2 separate regions of the Gossypium hirsutum genome follow, and region 1 is linked to region 2. The links are chromatin contacts, called in public Hi-C maps. All regions are on one chromosome and are shown on one strand. Each heading gives the region's core, a stretch centred on a gene start, on an enhancer-like site or on the middle of the called end of the contact. The rest is flanking DNA. Distances are from core to core; before and after follow the strand shown.

Evidence for each region. Hi-C and Micro-C count contacts between places; a contact is called where the count stands out from the background.
Region 1: a contact with region 2 is called in a Hi-C map of leaf, with 2.1 times the contacts expected there. The contact joins the promoter of LOC107961998 here to the promoter of LOC107961993 in region 2. A contact is called at or near these places in 15 of 34 Hi-C or Micro-C datasets (callus, hypocotyl, leaf and 2 more).

What each region holds. Positions count from the first base shown.
Region 1 is chrA06:116,813,634-116,817,672 of Gossypium_hirsutum_v2.1, forward strand. LOC107961998 (L-ascorbate oxidase homolog) reads left to right here and starts at 1,764. Exons shown (of 8, transcript XM_016898202.2): 1 at 1,764-2,145; 2 at 2,251-2,360; 3 at 3,597-3,867; 4 at 3,980-4,039. The coding sequence starts at 2,008.
Region 2 is chrA06:116,631,270-116,635,159 of Gossypium_hirsutum_v2.1, forward strand. It overlaps LOC107961993 (ankyrin repeat domain-containing protein 13C), which reads right to left and starts at 1,984. Exons shown (of 2, transcript XM_041115964.1): 1 at 1-1,984. The coding sequence starts at 1,320.

The DNA.
Region 1 (4,039 bases), core at 514-3,013, 180 kb after region 2:
TTATCTTAATTTTGAGATGTTTTCATTCCAGATTATGAACTTAATTCCCTAGATACCTAAGGAAGATGAAACCTACGATGAATCTTATTATTTGATTTTTGATTTGCATGATAAATATTTGATTCTTGCTATTAATTATGTATACTTATTTCGTGTTTTAATATTTTTAGGATATTAATTCATGTTTAATGTGCTTATTTCAGTGGAGCAAAAGTCACTGTTTAAAAGTAGATCTAGCATAATTGAGTGGAGGTGCATGAAATTTTAGAAATAGGACGATATAAATCTACCGGATTAGAGTCAAATTTAATAGGGGAATCCATAGATCGAGTCAATGCGACAATAAGAGTTTTAATTAGAAAGAGATTTCAATTAATTAATCTAGAGTCAGTTGTTCTTACTCTCAAAAGAGATATTAACATAATTTAGGGATTTCTACGGATCAAGACACAACTAAATAAATCGTTTAATTAAGATTCAGAATAATAGGTGAAGTCTAGGTGGATTCTTTCCTGGATATTGTCTTTCTTATTAGTTGTCTTCGATTATTTTTCTCATTTCATTCTCTATTGCATTCTTAGCTAGATTAGTTTAGTAATTTTAGATTAAAAACAATTTCATCAATTTATCGGCTAAATAATAAAAAAATAGTAATTACTAATACTTTTAGTCCTCATGGATACGATATTCCTTACTTACCATAATTATACTATTGTTCGATAGGTACACTTACCTATGTCGTAATTATAGTTAATTTAGTACCCACTAATTAAACTATAAAAAAAACCACTCGTGGTCTGCGTCTGCATGACCGCATATCTTTAGAAGCCATCTCTCACCATCTCCATTACCACTTTGTACTTTGGATCGGGAGCCGGGTTTATTTTCTGTAAGACGCATTAATTAACTTTTGTCTACTTCCTTTAAGCCTTAATGTACATTTCCCTTCTCGATTAGATGTTACGTGCACGGACATTATGTCCGTTTTCAATAAAGGACAGTATAATCCCGGAGCTTTTACATATTGTTTGGTTTCCCCAATCCCTGTAGGTGCACCAAAGCTATGGGGTGATCTAATTCAACTGCAGTGGCCTCGTCTCATTGTTGGATCTTATGCTTTGCCATTTGTTGATTAAAGAATAGCACCCATCAACATTCTGCAACTGCAATAATAGTGAACCACCCTCAAAGCAACCAACCTGGCCGTTGAATGGAACCCCGTGATATAGTTCTTTTTCTTCCTAGGTTGTCACCCTGTGAAAGGTATTGGATGTTTCAACCATTTTTCTCGCCGTATTGTTCGCCGATATATTTTATTCATCACACAGTATTGCACGAAGTAAACTAAACATGGAAGTTCTTGAATCTAATAATGGTTCTTTCTTTGACCCTTTTTTTCCAGTCTGTCAATGGTGCCATTGCAATGGAAAATGGAAGACGGCATCAGTATCAAAACACAACAGTCTTCTTCGCTACCAAGTTCGGACAATGGGCACATGAAATTAGGCAAAGTCCAAGCTTTGCACGTGATTGGGGTTGATTCCTGTCTTGTTGCTTAGACTTGACAGCCTTTACTTACAATGTTCCATATATCACAAGCTCGTTTTATCAGTTCTGAAGGGCTAATATCAAGCGGCTACTGACGGTCCCACCATATGAACTCGACCCATGTGATGCTAAATAGGGACATGATTAAGCTGGGACCACCGCTTCTCACTAGATTCAATTGCATTCAATTGGAACCCACTGACAGCTAATATGCAATGTGATCTTATAAAAAAACGCTTTTTTTCACTTGCATACAAAACAGAGCTCTGCTTTTGCCTCCATACTAATTCTAAGAACCCCGAATAAATTGAGGGAAAGAAAGATTTAAAAAGGATACAACAATGGTGCCTTAAACTTTTTATAGATCTGTGTTTTATCTAACATTTTGCAAAAACAAGAATTCCTGTTTTTTCCTGTTTTTCTTTTTGTATCCTAAAGTAAGTAAACGAAGTCAACAAAATGGGAGACAGCAAGCTTATCCTTTGTTGCTTCATTGCTTGCATTTTGTTCCTCGGCGTTAATGGAGAAAACCCTTATCGTTATATCACTTGGAAAGTCACCTACGGTGATATTTACCCTCTTGGAGTTAAGCAACAGGTACTTTCTTTCTTGTTTTCTGGGTTTCTCTTTTTGGTTTCTAAAAGCTACTTGTTTAGCAAGTGTCTGAGTAATGGATTGGAATGTGGAAAAACTGTATTGCAGGGGATCTTAATAAATGGGCAGTTTCCAGGGCCTCATATCGATGCAGTTACTAATGACAACTTGATTATCAGTGTTTATAACTACTTAAATGAACCATTCCTTATCTCTTGGTAATCATGCTAACATTCCTTTTTTTATGCTTACTTTTTATTCATCATTTACTTAATGTTGGTTAGGAAGACAAGGTAAACTAGAAAAGAACAAAGGAAAGTACATATAAAATCTTGGAACATTAGCTCAAAATGCAGCTTTCATTTTAAGATAATGTGTGCTCTTTTGGTTTAGATAACTACAGCTTAGTGGGAAAGTTTTGAGTTTCTTAGATCTGAAGGTAAATGCTTGAACAGTAGACAATTTTCCATCGGTAGACATTTGCATTTATGACTACTATTTTTAGTAAGATCTCAACTAATGCTAAATTTGATGACAATGAAAACCTTATAAACTACTTCTAAATTTGGTACGTAAGTATATCCCTAGTTTTTATCCTTGATCCTTTATATTTCTCAATTTGTTGGTTCTTATCTCATAGACTATCTTGCAGGGGCGGAATCAGAAGAAAATTTTAGGGGTCGAAATTAAATTGTCATTTTTACGATAGTAAAAATATAATTTAACTATTTTAATAGCCTATATATCTTTACAATTTTTAAAGAATTAAACTAAATTTTTTTATTTTTAAGAGAGAAAGTATAATTTTGCTGATTTAAAATGACTAAATAAAATTTTTTTTATTTTAGGGGCCGCGCTTAGTTACGCCCCTACTATCTTGGAAAGACGCTAACAATATGGTTCATTTTCATGGTTAAATGATTATTAAATTCAAGTTTTATAACGAATAACTCTTTCACTGACTCAATGGGTTAATAGTATTATGATAATTCAGTTAGTGCATCTGCTGCATCTCACATCTGTGGAGATTCATGTTTAAAATATTAAAAGATGAATAAAAATAATTAACAATGTCTGCCTAGTTATGGCAGAGCTGGTTGCAGTAAATTATTTAAATGCATGTGCTTGCCTATAGAATAATAAAAGATGTGTCCTTGATTATGGTTACTAGGACGGTATCAGACCTCGGGTTTAGGCCTAGTTTTAATTAAAGCTGTGAATTATGCAACTCACTTTAATAAAGCTTGGCAACTTTGCATATTATTGATCATTCAAAATGTTTATTTTGTACTTTCCATAGTTTATGTTGTACTTATTAGTGACTGATCCAATTATCCATTATCTATCTATTTGGTATGCATGTACTTAAATGTTTATGAAATAAATTGAAACGGCTTTTGGATGTCGCAATTGATGTGAAATTTGACTGTCATCTCCTTTTTTTGGGTCTGCAGGAACGGTGTGCAGCAAAGGAGGAACTCATGGCAGGATGGAGTTTCTGGCACAAACTGTCCAATTCGACCGGGGAAAAACTTCACTTACGTTCTCCAAGTGAAAGATCAGATTGGTAGCTTTTACTACTTCCCATCACTTTTATTCCATAAGGCTGCCGGAGGGTACGGTGCTATCAGAATCTGGAGCCGCCCCAAGATCCCTGTACCTTTCCCTAGTCCTGCTGGGGATTTCACTGTACTGGCTGGGGACTGGTATAAAAGAAATCACTATGTAAGGATTCTGTTTCTGCATCTGTTATAAAAACATGATATACCATATAAGTAGGGGGCTGGAGCTGTAATCATTGTTCTACACACCGACTAATCCCTCGTTGTTTCTTAAGGTATTGAGACGTCTCTTGGACAGTGGTCATAACCTTCCCTTCCCCGATGGACTTCTCATC
Region 2 (3,890 bases), core at 734-3,233:
AATATCAAGTAAAGGTAGCAATTCTTCGGTCTTTAATGGGAATTGTTCCGTTAACCAAACTGACGGCCGTAAACTTCGAACGTACTCTTTCTCCTTTGTTTGTGGGGGCGGCACCACCGTTTTCGCCGTTGCGAAAGACGTCGATCTTCTAGGAGGCATCGCCGCGGCTGAAGAAGGGAAAACGTCAACGCTCTTCCTCCCTACCGAAATCCATTCTCTGTCTTCTCTCACGAAGCTACTGTGTCTTCTTCTATCAGGCATTGCAAAATTGGGATTTTCGCAAACTAAGAAACCGTCATCGTCTTCGTCGAGCTCTAAGGGTAATACTTGTTCACTTCCGGCGACGTCATTTTCGGAACCCGCAACTTTTCGTGACCTAAAGCTGAATATCACGTTATGTACTTCGTAAACTCTGGCTTTCCATTCACCGACGCTCTCTGTTTTCTCTTGGCGCCTCCAGTTAGTTCTTCCGACGAGTTCCGCTCTGGTTACGTCCATTCCGGGTCGGTACACACTCGTTTGGGAACAAAAACCCGCAATGTCGGATTCGCTCATCGGAGCTCCGGCATTTTCGAATGCGTCGAAGATTTTGCGATCTTCGCGGTTGAGGACTAGCAATGAGCCGCAAGGGATGTTGTGGAGGTGGTCGCCATCGCCGAGGAAGAGGAAGCTTTGATCGGCGCGTTGGATTTTCAAGCCGTCGAAGCCTGCTAATGAAGTATCAGCTCGAAGGTTACCGTCGCGTTTCCAGATCTTGTAGGTATCGGAAGGAGCGATTTTTCCGACGAACGGAATTACGGAGCTTTCGAAGTGAAAGGAGATTTCCATGTAGAAGTCACGCATTCGGCGGAGGACGGCAATTACGCGAGGTAAACGGCGGCGCCACTTGCACCAGGCGGAGCGGTGGTGGAGTTTCAAGAGAACCAACGCAATGTCGGAGCTTCGGCGACAGAGTGCTTCTTGGAGAGGATTCCAGCCCGCAGCGTTCTGGAGCGACACGTCAGCACCAGCAATACCGAGAGTTCTAGCAGCAACGACGTCGTTAAGGCGGACCGCGAGGTGGAGAGGAGTTTCACGGAAAGGGACATCTCGGCGGTCGAGAACGGCGGAAATTTGGTCAGCTACACGCTCTTGACTGAGTGAGTCGCACTCGGTGTGGATCTGAGCAGGATCAGCCAGCTTTAGCAGCGTGGAAACCAGTCGATTCAAAGTAGTATGATCACGCAAAACGACAGCGTAGTGAACAGGGCTATGCTTGTAATCCTCCGGTTTGATAGCTGGAAACGGCGCCGTCGCCGACGCAGAAGACGATCTCGACATTATTATTATTATTATTATTTTTTTGGGTTTCTAATATCCTTTCACAAAATTTTACCTAATCCTGTCTCAGTTCTTTGGGTTGTGAAAATGAAAGACAAAACGAAGAAAATGGAAAGGTTGAAGGCAATAGGGAAAGGGAGAGGGTAAGATGGTCATTTGATAAAAATGAATTTTATTGGGTAGCGTGAAAAGAGAAAGAGAAGGACGAGATACACGCAATCTGGCAATCTGGCGCGGCTTTTGTTGATGCTTCAGACAGGTACAGTCCTAAGACCGAACATCCCTTCCTTGCTTTACCTTACGCTTCTTTGTTTTGTCTTTTCCGCTTTTCTTTTGTTTGAAAAAAAAAAATTAAAATTGATGTTACCGTGGAGACGCAGTGCAGGATAGTGTGATTCCATGATGAAATGAAATCTCGGGGTTAAAATGGTAATGGGTAGGTCCCATATTGATGATTTCCATGATATATTTGCTCTTTTTAGTTACAAGATTTCCTTTCAATGGTATGGGCATACGAATGAATGAGATCAGGAGCATAGGATTTATATAGCCTTTTTCTTTTCAAGTCTTTTGATGTAAAAATTCAACAAAGATCTTTTAACCTCGCATGGAATTTTGAATGCTTACAAAGAAGTTTGAAACAACAATCATTTGGACAATAATGGTTCTAAGTAATTGACACTGGGATTCAAATATTAGGGTATTGACTCATTTTCAAGCACATGCAAAATATAGCAGTATCAAAGGTACGCATTTTGAGGGATGTTCCAAAACCAGGGACGGGGATTTGTTGGTGTTAAAAATAATGATTAAGGAGTAATTAGTAATTAGTGATTAGCAATGAGACGGGGAAAAGGAATAAGAAAAGTGAAAAGAGAGGGCAGTCCAAGTCCAAGAAGTGGCTTTTGTCGTGACCAAATGCAAGGAAGAACAGGGACATATGTCTCCGGCAGCAAAGACCAATCGCTAACGGATTTCACTACCTACGATGCAACTAAACACCCTTCCTTGCATTCCCAAACACAATTAATGATTTTCGTCGCCTCCTTTGTGATTTACCTTTTTCTTTTCCTCTCTTTGGAATTTTATTATCTCATTATTTCTTACCTTAATTGCAACAAACCTTCTCATTTTGATATTTTAGTTTTTTAATTATTTTTTTAAAATGTTACAATACTACTTTCTATGACCCTCCAGACGTAGTTCTGCAATTATTGCATGCATACCCCCTACATGTTTGTTATAATTTATCTTTCATATCTGAAAAAAATTAAAACTAACTAATAAGTACAAATCAACAAAGTTCAGGGGTTAAATTATATATTATCCCTTTAATTATTAAATTTCCATATCTCAAATTTGAATTCAACTTTGAAGTTAATAAATACAATCTACATCAAATTTAAACTTATATTTAATACTTTAAATTTGTGGATAGGTTTTATTTGATAGTTTAATACCATATTAATATTTTAATAGTTCAATTGAAATATTTTAAAAAATTTAAAGAATAATTTAAATTTTATACATAATTTAGAATGTTTGATGTAATTAACAGTTTTTCATTTTCATATAAAAGGTTTACTTTGCTACAGCTGTAGCCTATGATTTTACCTCGCACCCTATTTCAAGTTTTTAACCCTTTAGTTGGAAGGTTCCGAGAATAAACACATGGAAGGTTGCTTTTAATTAGGACTTACAACATCTATACTATCTAGTCTATACTAGCTTTAACTAAGTTGTTATTACCATTTAGTTGGAGACGAATTTAGTTAGGTAGCCTTTGGAAATTAAAATTTGGATTTTAAAATTTTATGCATGGGTTTATAAATTAATTGTTTTCAAATTCTTTGGGAATTAAAATATTAAATTTTTAATATTTCGAATTAATTCAAATTCATTATTTAGATCATTCAAATTTAAATTTAGATTTCAATTAATTGTAAACTTTAAAAATATTTTTTTAAATAATTATTTAAGAGGACTTGGACATTGTTGTTTGAACTGGATCAAATAGCCAATCAAATTGGGAATCAATCGAGGTATTCGTTCTAAGAAAGACATTATACCAATTGACCCCGTGAACCAATTAAACCAAATTTTTTTATTTTTTATTTTTTATTAAAAATCTATTTTCAGATTTTTTTTTACAATTGAATTGATATAAACTTTATATAGACATGAATATTATAATATAAACAATAACAATAATATTATCTTTCAAAATTAAAAAAAAATCTAAAACATTAACTCTTTTAAATAATATGAAGAAATCTGAATACTTTTTGAAACCAAAATTGCAAATCATTGTGACCTAAAATATTGTAAAATATATACTATATTGATTTCATACATGTAAATAACTAGGCTCAATTAGATCTAATTTCTATAAATCCTATAACAGAAAAAAATTGGACCGATCAATTAAACTAATTGGATCAAAAATCGATTAGGGATGTCAATTCAAAATAAAGAGTCAAATTGATTGACTCATGAATTAGTCGAATCAACCAAACTGGTGACCGAACTGGTTGAATCAAGTACTGATAATCTGATTGGTTTGCCTACTA